Linked DNA regions of Sus scrofa: region 1 is linked to region 2. The links are chromatin contacts, called in public Hi-C maps. All regions are on one chromosome and are shown on one strand. The core of a region is the stretch at or near the end of the contact, and the rest is flanking DNA. Distances in the headings are between cores, read along the strand shown.

Region 1 (6,010 bases), core at 1,201-3,700, 310 kb before region 2:
TGTAGTGCAGAGAGCCTTAGCATTCCGGCATCCAGCTCTGCTGCTCACCAGTGTCTAACAAAGAGCAGGTTGTCTTAATCTCTCTGAGACAGTTTTCTCCTCTGTAATGTGAAGGAATTGGCCTAAATGATCGCTTATGGTCTTGTCTACATCTGTGATTCCAACATTTTCTTAGTTACTTAAGGTTGTTGTGCGGATCAAATTCGAAAACATTTATTAAAATACTTTAAAAATTAAGTGTTGTCTAAACAAAAACATCACTATTTACTAATTTGACATTATTTACTCATGCTCTTGGTCCAAAGACCAGATGCATTAAGTGTTATAACTAAGTTCCAGAAGTTTAAGGAAAATGGTGACCTTTTCATGACTTCAGCTCCAAGTTCTAAGGGTATTTTCGGGTATCTTATCATCTCCATTATTGAGTAAAGTAGGTATTCTGTAAATATGGATTTATTTAAACCATACGTTTCAGAAACTCAGTGTAATTATAAGGTAAGCCACCATCCCTGTGATTTTGGGTTATCTGTTCTATAGCAGGCTTATGAAATTCTGGGCAATTGTTCTTTACTATGGAATAATGGTATTTGTGCAAATATGACTGCATATTTACAACTTGCCTTAGGATCCCCATGTCTAAATATAGACTATATTACTTTTAAGGGTCAATTTTCTTTGGCTTTTTTGTCTGCTGAACATTTTTGAGTATATTACATACACTAGACCTTCAAATTTATGGGTTCTCTTATAAAGTACAGCTATCTTTATGTTTGTGGTTTGTAAGAACTGCTGATAATATGTAGGAGGACGTAGCCCATAAGGCAGTTCAAAAAAGTTGAATCACTACTTATGTTTTAATTAATATTAATAGACATTTATTCTCAATCTAAAGAGTTTCAACACGGTGAAACTTTTTTATTGTTAATAAAAATGTTAATCATAACGATTATCACTAGTCTGTTCTTCCAGAGCTTTCATAATAGATACCCTTTTTGGTTTGTTTATAATTGTTGCTAGATCATTTTATTTACTGTTGAAATAGTGCAGCTCTCACTAAATGCTGCTTTTGAAGTAAGATTTGAATATATTTCCCTTTGCAAAGTTCCTGGCAATAGGGAGTAATAACCAACTGCTGCTTATTTAACCTGGTAGCATTTAAGCTTTCGTATTAATTTTTATGTTTCTGATTATATGATTATAAATTTGATTTACCTTTAGCTTTTGAGGAATAAAGCTATTACCATGTTTTACTGGTAAACTCATGTGCCTAATGACTCATTCTTTTTATGTATGCTAGGAAAATGGTATTTCATTGTTAAAGCTAGAATTGAGTTAGTCAACCAGAAGTGAACCTCTAATTGTTTCCAAATGCTTACTTTTTGGGTTTGGATGCAGCTCTAAGTCTTAGCTCAGTCAGGAATTTGCTAAGTTTGTCTTTTTCCCCATATCCTTTCATTATGGCTAGATAGATCCATGCTAAAATCTGTTTTATGATCCCCTATTACGATAGATAATCAGAAAAATATGGGTGCAAACTCCTGAGCTAAACACAATTTTAAAAGGCAAAAAGAGAGTTTCTACAGGTTTCTTTTACACTTTTATAACCTATAAAACTATATAACCTATGAAATTATTCTAGAAATTGACTTTTGTTCTAAATTGCTTATCACATGTGATTTAGCAAGCATCTTTTTCTCCCCACCTGAGTTCCATGACTTAGTTATAGCTCCAACCGCTAAAATTCTCAACAATATTTTAAAATTATTATTGGAGAAAATTAGCGTAATGCTTCCATGTGCTTTGGTGAAATGCTTGCTGCTGTTGAATATAAACATTTTATTATAATTCTACCTAAGTAAGCAACCATTCCAAAAAAATCAGAAAAAAACCTCAGTTGGTACACTCTCTCTATATTATTTCTTTATTATCAATTATATCTTTTATTTAGTTATTTTTAAATAAATGCTTGCTTCTGACATTATGTTTATTAAAATACTTATCTGTCTCACATTTTTGGAATTGAGTGTTAAAATGGATGATCTCTTAAATTCTCCATTAATTCTAATAGTGCAATATCTGTGATCATGGAATTTCCCCAGTTCTAGAATCCTCAAACTAAGAGCCACATGTGAAAGTAAATTTTAGGAGAAAAAGGGAAGTACTCGTTGTTATTGTTGTTTTTACAAAGAGAGTAGTAGACTTTGAGAGGGGACGCACATGGGTTACACATGTAAAAATTTGAACAAAGGTTGTTTGGGGTAGCTTATTAAGACACTGCAGTAAGGGAGCATCCTTAATGTTTTAAAGCATCTCCTTAAGGATTATTATAGATTGGACTCAACTATCTTGTATTTATTGTGTTTTAGCTCTTTGGGGGCAAAGTTAGACTAGCCCTTGGTAATCCAAAACAAACATTTGAAGTTATTTGCCAAGTGGAATTTTACCACTGTGGCTTAAGTAAAACATTGCTCAGTTGTGTGCCTGCTCTTGCTTTCGAGTCCATGTTCTCTTCTATTCCTTTCCCCCACTTTATTTTTCAAGATCTAGTCTTTATTTTTAAAGGTATCTTTAGAGGCCTTCTTACCTGCCCACTTGCATCTCTCACAAGTGTTCTATCTTAATAAATCTATTTCTTGCCTAAAAAAGAAGTATGTTTAAAAGTAAGTTGTCAACATACTAATAAAAAAACCTGTTCATCAAAAGTTCATGGAAAATGAAAATAGTGTAAGCTTCATTGACACTTGTTTTGACTCCCTATGGGCTTTCTTCTAAATGGTGGGTTCTGAAGTGTTTGTTGCCTGATTTCCATTGACCTCTACAGGCTTTTTCAGTGGTTTTGAATTCCTTTGAAGTAAGGCGTTGTGTATTATTTATCCTTTTATTTCTGGTGCCTGGCACATGGTAGGCAGACAGTAAATGTTTGTTGACTTTACTTATCAAAATTGGAGTCAAAAAACCTGTTTTTAATTATTCTAGCCTTTCTATTCACTAGCTATGTCCTTAGCTAACTTTGGTGCACTAGCCCTCCATTTCCACAACTCGAGTAAGAGTCCATCTGATTCTAGAAAATCTGGTGCCAAGCAAAGCATTATAGTGCTGAATAATTGCGTATTTGTATTGACTGCATAATAAAAGTCATTTGCAGGATTATCTGATTAGTAATGGATTAAATTGGTTTGCAAAGTATATCTCATTTGGTGATGCTGTCCTGTGTTCTTGTTGTGGAGTATATAAAAGCAACTTCTGGAGTTCCCATCGTGGTTCAGTGGTTAACGAACCTAACTAGGAACCATGAGGTTGCGGGTTCGATCCCTGGCCTTGCTCAGTGGGTTAAGGATCCAGTGTTGCCGTGAGCTGTGGGGTAGGTTGCAGATGTGGCTCGGATCCCGCGTTGCTGTGGCGTAGGCCGGTGACTACAGCTCTGATTACACCCCTAGCCTGGGAACCTCCATATGCCGCGGGAACGACCCTAGAAATGGTAAAAAGACAAAAAAAGACCAAAAAAAAAAAGCAACTTCTATTTTCTTTCATTTCCAAGTCTCTTCTCTCTCTAGCATTCCTTGTAGCTTGGCTATTTTTTTCTTATTGAATGAAAATCAAGATGAAAGAAATTGCCTAGATATTTAATCCACTTCCTCATTTTGTAAATGAGAAGATTGATGCTCAGAAGGTTAGACTATTTGTTTAAAGCTATTTAATGGCAGAATTAGAACCCAAGTCTCATGATTTCCAATCGAGTGATTTTTTTTTTTCCACCTCAGATATTTCCAGGCATTATTAGCCGTTTCTTGAGATAAAAGATTGAAAAAGAAATTATCAAAATAGCTAAATGTAGTAGGCACAAGGAAAAGAATACTTTTTTTTTGTTCTTAGTTATTCTAGGGGAACCATTTTTGTGCCTCATTTTCTAAGTACAATAAGGAAAGTAGGAAAACATAAAAACCACTGAAGCTAAATATATAAAAACATTCAATGAGCGATCCTTTCTTTTTCCTGAGAAACAAGGAGGGAGGAAGGAAAGAAAAATGGCATAATAGTTGAATTGTGCCTTATTGTTTTACCACGATGTTTTTCTTTGCATTTTTTGTAAATCTAGGGAGTCACCACCTATTTAATAGCAGCACGGTAGATAGAAACAGACATTACCCTTCAGGTTAGATGAAGGAATAATTAGGGTTCTTTCACTGTCAAAATCCTTAGCACTGTTTCTAAGTGCCTTCCACCCGTTTTTCCTCCAACCTTATTGTAGGTATCACACATTTTTTACAGGAGCACAGAGAACACATTTCGTACAGTTCAGGGGACAGTTTGGGATCAGAGACGATAGCTTGTACCCTGAAAGGGGTGACACTTGAGATTTATTTTAAAGAAGGAACTAGAAGCCAGACTTAAGGGCAGTTTAGGGACGTTCTAGTCAGAGGCTACGGTATGAGCCAAACTGTGAGGAAGAAACAGCAAATATGTTTGCTCTAGAGGACTTAACATGTGAAGCTAGAGGAGAGCAGATCAAAAAATATACCATGTGAAAGAGTTTACACTTAATCCCTTGGGCAGTAGGGAGTTTTTAACAGTTTTTTTTTTTTTTTTGTCTTTTTGTCTTTTGTTGTTGTTGTTGTTGCTATTTCTTGGGCCGCTCCCGCGGCATATGGAGGTTCCCAGGCTAGGGGTCGAATCGGAGCTGTAGCCACCGGCCTACGCCAGAGCCACAGCAACGCGGGATCCGAGCCGCGTCTGCAACCTACACCACAGCTCACGGCAACGCCGGATCGTCAACCCACTGAGCAAGGGCAGGGACCGAACCCGCAACCTCATGGTTCCTAGTCGGATTCGTTAACCACTTCGCCACGACGGGAACTCCCAACAGTTTTTTTTTTGTTGTTTTTTTTTTTTTTTTGCTTTTTTTTAGGGCCACGCCTGCGGCGAATGTAAGTTCCCAGGCTAGGGGTCAAATCACAGCTACAGCTGCTGGCCTACATCACAGCCACAGCAACACGGGATCTGAGCCACCTCCGCAACCTACACCACAGCTCATGGCAATGCCGGATCCTTAACCCACTGAGCGAGGCCAGGAATCAAACCCACATCCTCTTGGATACTAGTTGGGTTCATTGCCGCTCAGCCACAGTGGGAATGCCTAACAGATTTTTTTTTTTTTTTTTTTTTTTTTTTTTTAATGAGAAAGGGATAGAGTCAGATACCGATTTTAGATAGGTTAGTCTAGTGGCTTTATAAAGAATGGTTATATTAGATATCCATGGATGTGAAGCAGCTTACACAGGACCCCATAGTTAAGATAACACATTACTATCTTTGCCTTGGTTCAGGAACCCGGGCATGGCTAACTGGGGTCTCTCACAAGACGGCAGTCCAGGTGTCAGCCAGGGCTGTCTTCATTGCAAGGCTCATCTGGGGGAGAATCCCCTTCCAAGGTCACTGAATCGGATGTGGACAGTATTGTATTCTTTGGGGCTGTTGCACTGAGGGTCTCAGTTCCTCTCCAGAAACGTCTCTCTGATTCTTGCCCTGGGACTCTCCATAGGGCAGTTCGCAGAATGGCAGCTTTGAACAAGCAAGGGCGAGAGCAGGAAATGAGGGCGAACGAGATGGGAGCCAGAGTCATTTAACTGCGAAGTGAGATCTTGTCACCTTGGCCACACTTTATTCACTAGGAGCAAGTCTAGTGGGCAGGTCAGCTCACACCAGAGGGGAGGGGATTATACAAGCATATGAATATTAGGAACGCAGGGCTCATTGGGATCCACCTTTGAAGCTGCTTATCACAGTAGACTTACGAAAATAAGGCTATAGGTCAAGGGACCACTTAGGAGGCGACTGTCATAATCCAAGTAAGTCTGGAGATTATTGTAATAATCTCCTGTGTAATAGAATGAAGGGGAGGGATGGAGCCAAGACATATTTAGAATGGGAAATCATGAGAACTTGGTGATTTAGAGCATGAGGGTTTTCAGGGAGAAAAAGCAATTAAGAACGGTATCTGGAGTTCCTTCTG
Region 2 (5,311 bases), core at 1,365-3,864:
GGTTGCCTTCCAGGGCTCTATGACAGCCACGACACGATGGTGCTGTTAACGGTGCTAAAAACATCAGGAAAGACGGCTTAAGAAACTTGTATGTAGGCGCACAAGTGGTTGCCAGGAGTTGCAGTGATTTTGACACTACTGCTTTGTATCTGTACAGCGCTTTCCAATTCTGAAAGCTACACTCTCACAGCTACAATGGTTTCATCCCAGGAGTTCTTTGAAGTAAGCAGGTGGATATGAAGGGCAGAATTGTGTTCCCCAACGAAACTGACATGTGGAAACGCTAAGCCCTAGTACCTGAGCATGTGGCTGTATTTGGAGATAGGACCTTTCAAGAGGCGATTGATTTAACATGAGGTCATTAGAGTGCATCCTGATCCAATCCAATTAGTGTTTTTTTTCCTTTGTCTACTGCACCCATGGCATATGGAGGTTCCCAGGCTTAGGGGTCCAATTGGAGCTACAGCTGCTGGCCTATAGCACAGCCACAGCAATGCAGGATCCGAGCCGCCTCTGTGACCTGCACCAGAGCTCATGCGAATGCTGAGCGAGACCAGGGATCAAACCCGCGTCCTCATGGATACTAGTCAGACTGGTTTCCGCTGAGCCATGCACGATGGGAACTGCAGACTGGTGTTCTTAGAAGAAGAGGAAATTTGGACCCAGGAAGAGACACCAGGCAGGGGGCTGCAGGCGGAGGGGACAGCCTGTGAGGACACCAGGAAAAGGTGGCCACCTGCAAGCCAAGGAGAAATGATTCAGAAGAAACCCACATCAGCTGTCACCTTGATCTGGGACTGCCAGCCTCCAGAACTGTGGGAAAATAGAGTTCTGCTGTTTAAGCCACTCCGAGTGTATTTTGTTACGGCCTTCTAGCAAGTTCGTACCGGATATACTCTTTCGGGACATCCTTAAACATTTCAGATGTACTTATTTTGAGCCAGAAATTATCTCTATTAATTAGGCAGCTTTCATAATATCTCCTAATAATATCAGAAATGGCTTACACTTCACCGTGGACTGGGCACTGGTGTAATTGCCTTTCTTCATTTCATCCTCGTAAAAGCCCTCCAAAGAAATGGGTGAGGGAGGAATGAGAGAAACGGATGATTAGCTCTGGGCAAACCCCGTGGTTAAGGATCACTGAGGGTAAAGCCCTTTGGGTGACCACTACAGTGCGTGGGTGACAATATGATGAGAAATGGGATCATTGCGTGGTCTCCCCGCAAATATTTTCTAATTCAAAGGGAAAAATAGTAAGTTTGCGGTGGAGAAACCTGCCGCCCCTACGTCACTTTATCCAAGCGATCAAGGTTGAACCTCCCCAGAATAAGACAGAGTAAACACCACGTATTTCCACAGATGATGCGCTGAGAAGGGCACGGCATCACCTCCTTGCCCTAAACTGCACCACCTCCCTCTACTCGTGCGAAAACATGAGGGCCATTTTGGGAATAGCTGGCCTGGACTTTCCAGAAGCATCACAGATTGGAGGAGAGGAAGAAGACGTGATACCCAAATGCAATAAGCAATCCCAGACTGGATTCTGGGCCCAAAAAGGGAAATCAGCGGGGAAACTGATGAAAATCGAACAAGGTTGTCGATGTAGTTGATGGCATTGTCCCAATGTCAGTGTCCCGGCTTTGATGACTGAATGGCACTTATGGAAGTGGCTAATAGTGGGGGAAGCTAGGTGAAGAGTTTAGAGCATGTCTCCCCAATTTTTGCAACTTTTCTAAAGTTATTTCAGAGTAAAATATTAATAAAAACAAATCCTGTAAGGGAGGTGCTGTCATTGTCTTACTGCTAGTATCCTACTATTGACCCAGCTTGTCAAGACTGAGGCCATGATGTGTACCCAGGCTGTCTGAGTCCAGGGCTTACGCTGAACGCTTCGATATGTCCCCTTAGTACCTGCAGGAGACAGTGACATTTTAGCTTGGTTTGTATTGTATTGCATTGTATTTTGCTTTTTTGTTTTTTAGGGGCACACCTGTGGCAATATGGAAGTTCCCAGGCGAGGGGTTGAATTGGAGCTATAGCTGCTGACCTAGTCCACAGCCACAGCAACCCTGGATCCGAGCCCACCTCTGCAACCTAAAACCACAGCTCACAGCAATACCTTATCCCTGACCCACCGAGCGAGGCCAGGGATCGATCCTGAATCCTCATGGATACCAGTCGGATTTGCTTCCATTGCGCCACAATGGGAAATCCAGCTTAGTTCTGATTTTTCATATGCTTTCATCAATAAATTATATTTCTTTAAAGGTCATCTATAAAAGACTTTCCTAAGCCATACTATTTCTCTCTCTTGCTTTATTTATTTATTTATTTGTGTGCTGTGTCTGTGGCATGTGGAAATTCCTGGGCCAGGGATTGAACCTGCACCTCAGCAGAGGTCCAAGCCACTGCAGTGACAATGCCAGAGCCTTATCCCGCCGCACCACAGAAGAACTCCCATCCTGTCTCTTGTCAGTCCCCATAGAAGGTGTTGGCATAGTTTTTGAGTGGGAACAAATGAAACGCTGGGTGGGGCGCTGTTACACACACCCAGAACAGTGAGACATCTCTTTACTTCCCGCAGAGAACTTTACAAAGAGCTGAGGCATATGAAAAACAGCTAGTGGGACGGAGCAGAAAAAGAGCACAGACCAGGAAGTATACAGGCTCTGCGAGCCACAGATTGGGGGAAATGAACTTCACCCTGGTGACATTGAATCTGGGCCTTCAAGAATGAGAAGGGGAGTTCCTTCTGTGGCTCAGTGGGTTAAGAATCTGACATAATGTCCTAGCCTGGCTCTGTGGGTTAAGGATCCAGCGTTGCCACAAGCTGCAGTATAGGTAGAAGACGGGGCTTGAATCTGGAGTGGCTGTGGTTGGCAGGCCAGCAGCTGTGGCTCCAATTCGACCCCTAGCCTGGGAACTGCATATGCTGCAGGCACAGCTGTAAAAAGAAAAAAAGAAAAACTAAGAAGGATCGCAAGAAAAAGACAGGCCCTGGAGGAGAGCCTTGGGGGAGGAGTGACTCGAGAAAAGATCTCTGGAGGTGGGAAAGCCTGAGATAATTGGGTGGATCAGTTAGTTTGGAATTGTGGCGTCATTGTGCATTTAAGAAAGACACTGCAGCAGGAATCCCAATCTCCAATACAGTCAGGAGTCACGCAACTGTAGGGAAGAGCCTAAAATAAGACCTTAAAGAGTGGTGGGTGTTCTGGCAAACTGGCAAAGGCCTGCCCCACCTAAAGGCATTTTGGATTACAACAAAACAACAAAGCCAAACACTGCCCTAGGCAAACACAGTGCTGCTGACCAGGTTCTGCCCAAGGGCTGCTGGTTTGAGCCTGCTTTTTGAGATAAACTAAAGCGTTCTTGGCTGTTATAATAGAGGACATAAATTATCAAGCGATAAAGGGATTATTACTTTTACTAATAACACTTTCTGAGTCTCAAGGCTTTGGGGGTAGCCAGGTGGGTCAATTGTGGGGTATTGATTCACCGTTCACTTTCTAAGAGTGCCAGGCCTGCTGCTTAGTGTTGTTAGGACACTATTGCCACCTAGTGGTCGTTGAGGTTGTGCCGATCGCCTCTCCATCCCCGCCCCCTCCCGCCAAAAGAGTAAGGCTGCTTTCTGCATATGGTGCTTTCATTTTCCAAATGTTTGTCTTGTGACTCATGCCAAAAAATATCCAAATAAACTACATAATCCTTTATAGTGTGAGGCTGTTAATAGAGTAAAATTTCACTAGTGGTGAGGGTTGCTATTGCCATGTAATCAATAGCGTGGCAGCGAGGCTTGTGCTTACTTGTTTGGTGTCTGGTCAATAAGTTTTCTCTGCCACTTGCATGCTTGTATTAATGGTATCTCTCAGGCATAGTTGTAGAAGTTCAATAACTGTCTGATCTGCTGTGTGGAAGGGATAATGTTTAAGGACATACGGTAAAAACATTGAAGAAAGAATCAGGAGGTTTAGCTTCATTCATTAGCTGTGTGACTTTGAGCCAGTCACTTGCCCTCTCTGGGCATCAATTCTAGCTAAAAAATGCAGGGTTGAAAACGTTCAGCAGGTCTCTAATCCGATCCTATTGCAGAGGGCATCCCCAAGGAATGTCATGGGATTAAAAGTCTTGTTAGGACTTCATCTGGGAGTGAGGGGTTTAGGGTGAGGGGAAGCGGGGGCAAGGTGAGATGCCCCCTGCTCCAAGCAGAACAAGCTCCACGACAAAAATTAACTGTTAAAAAAAAGTGTAGGTGATCCATGCACACTATTCAAAAACCCAAGAGGTACAAAAGAGTATGCCCTGGGGAGTTCCCATTGTGGATCAGTGGGTTAAGGACCTGATCTCTGTGAGGATGCAGCTTTGCTCTTTGGCCTCACTCAGTGGGCTGAGGGTCTGCTGTTGCCTCAGCTTTGCAAGTCGTGGTGCAGGCCACAGCTGCAGCTCCAATTCAACCCCTGGCCCGGGAACTTCCATATGACACAGGTGCAGAGCTAAAAAGAAAAAAAAAGAAAAAAAAAAAAGAGTAAGCAGTGAGAAGTCAGAGACCAGTGTCACGCTTTCACACTCTTATTTCTGTTCTAGCAATCGCCTACCCGCCCTCCACGCTGCCTTACCTCTTTTCTTTTCCTAACACAAATAGCAACATAGCATTCACCCTGTTGTGTATTGCATCTTATTTATTTAAAGGTTGGAGTTCCATGTGCAATTTCACTTACATGTCACTAAACTGAGACCATCTATCTGCCTACACCATAGTTGACTAGCTTATCTATAAATCTTCTTTCTCACTAGGGTGTTTTAAGACTCTTTAACCTACAATTTTGATTTGATAGAAAATAAATGATTCTTAGACTATGTGGCTATGCAGAAACAAACAAACAAACAAAAACCATTTGAGGAGTTCCCTCATGGCACAGAGGGTTAAGGACCTGTCAGGTTTTCATTGCTATGGCTCCAGTCGCTACTGCGATGCAGGTTCGATCCCTGGCCTGGGAACTTTTGCATGCTACGGGAGGGGCAAAAACAAACAAAAATTTGAATTTGCTCTTGGTATCAGGCCTCAGAGACCAGAAGAAAGCAAAAGCTCCAGGAAAAGGCCTGATTCTACGTTTTCGGCTTTAAGGATGTTTGGCTGCTGTAACCAAAGGGTGAATCACAGCACAACGTGGGGGGAGCAGAGCAAAGATGCTGCTGGGTCTCTGGGGATATCAAGGGATCTGAAGGACTGAGTGGGGACAGAGGATAGGGACCCAGCAGCTGGGAAATTTTGCTGAGGTTAAGTTCACTGGAGATGAACTTCTCGTTCCGT

Evidence for each region. A called contact is a pair of places that touch in the nucleus more often than the background predicts.
Region 1: a Hi-C map of liver shows a contact between it and region 2, with 2.2 times the contacts expected there. The contact joins two enhancer-like sites. A contact is called at or near these places in 2 of 5 promoter capture datasets (fetal skeletal muscle and liver), 33 of 47 Hi-C or Micro-C datasets (adipose tissue, alveolar macrophages, blood and 16 more) and 1 of 2 datasets of contacts at active chromatin or transcription factors (skeletal muscle).

The regions. Positions count from the first base shown.
Region 1 is chr4:117,337,056-117,343,065 of Sscrofa11.1, reverse strand. All of the region lies in intron 8 of SLC30A7 (solute carrier family 30 member 7), which reads left to right. Among named protein-coding and RNA genes, the nearest start is that of SLC30A7, 56 kb to the left of the region's middle. Within about 2 kb of position 2,450, at least 2 of the 83 cell types and tissues checked have an H3K27ac peak or open chromatin away from gene starts, as enhancers often do. A contact at or near this core is called in liver, where this site is marked.
Region 2 is chr4:117,024,989-117,030,299 of Sscrofa11.1, reverse strand. No RefSeq gene overlaps it. Among named protein-coding and RNA genes, the nearest start is that of S1PR1, 42 kb to the left of the region's middle. Within about 2 kb of position 2,614, at least 25 of the 83 cell types and tissues checked have an H3K27ac peak or open chromatin away from gene starts, as enhancers often do. A contact at or near this core is called in liver, where this site is marked.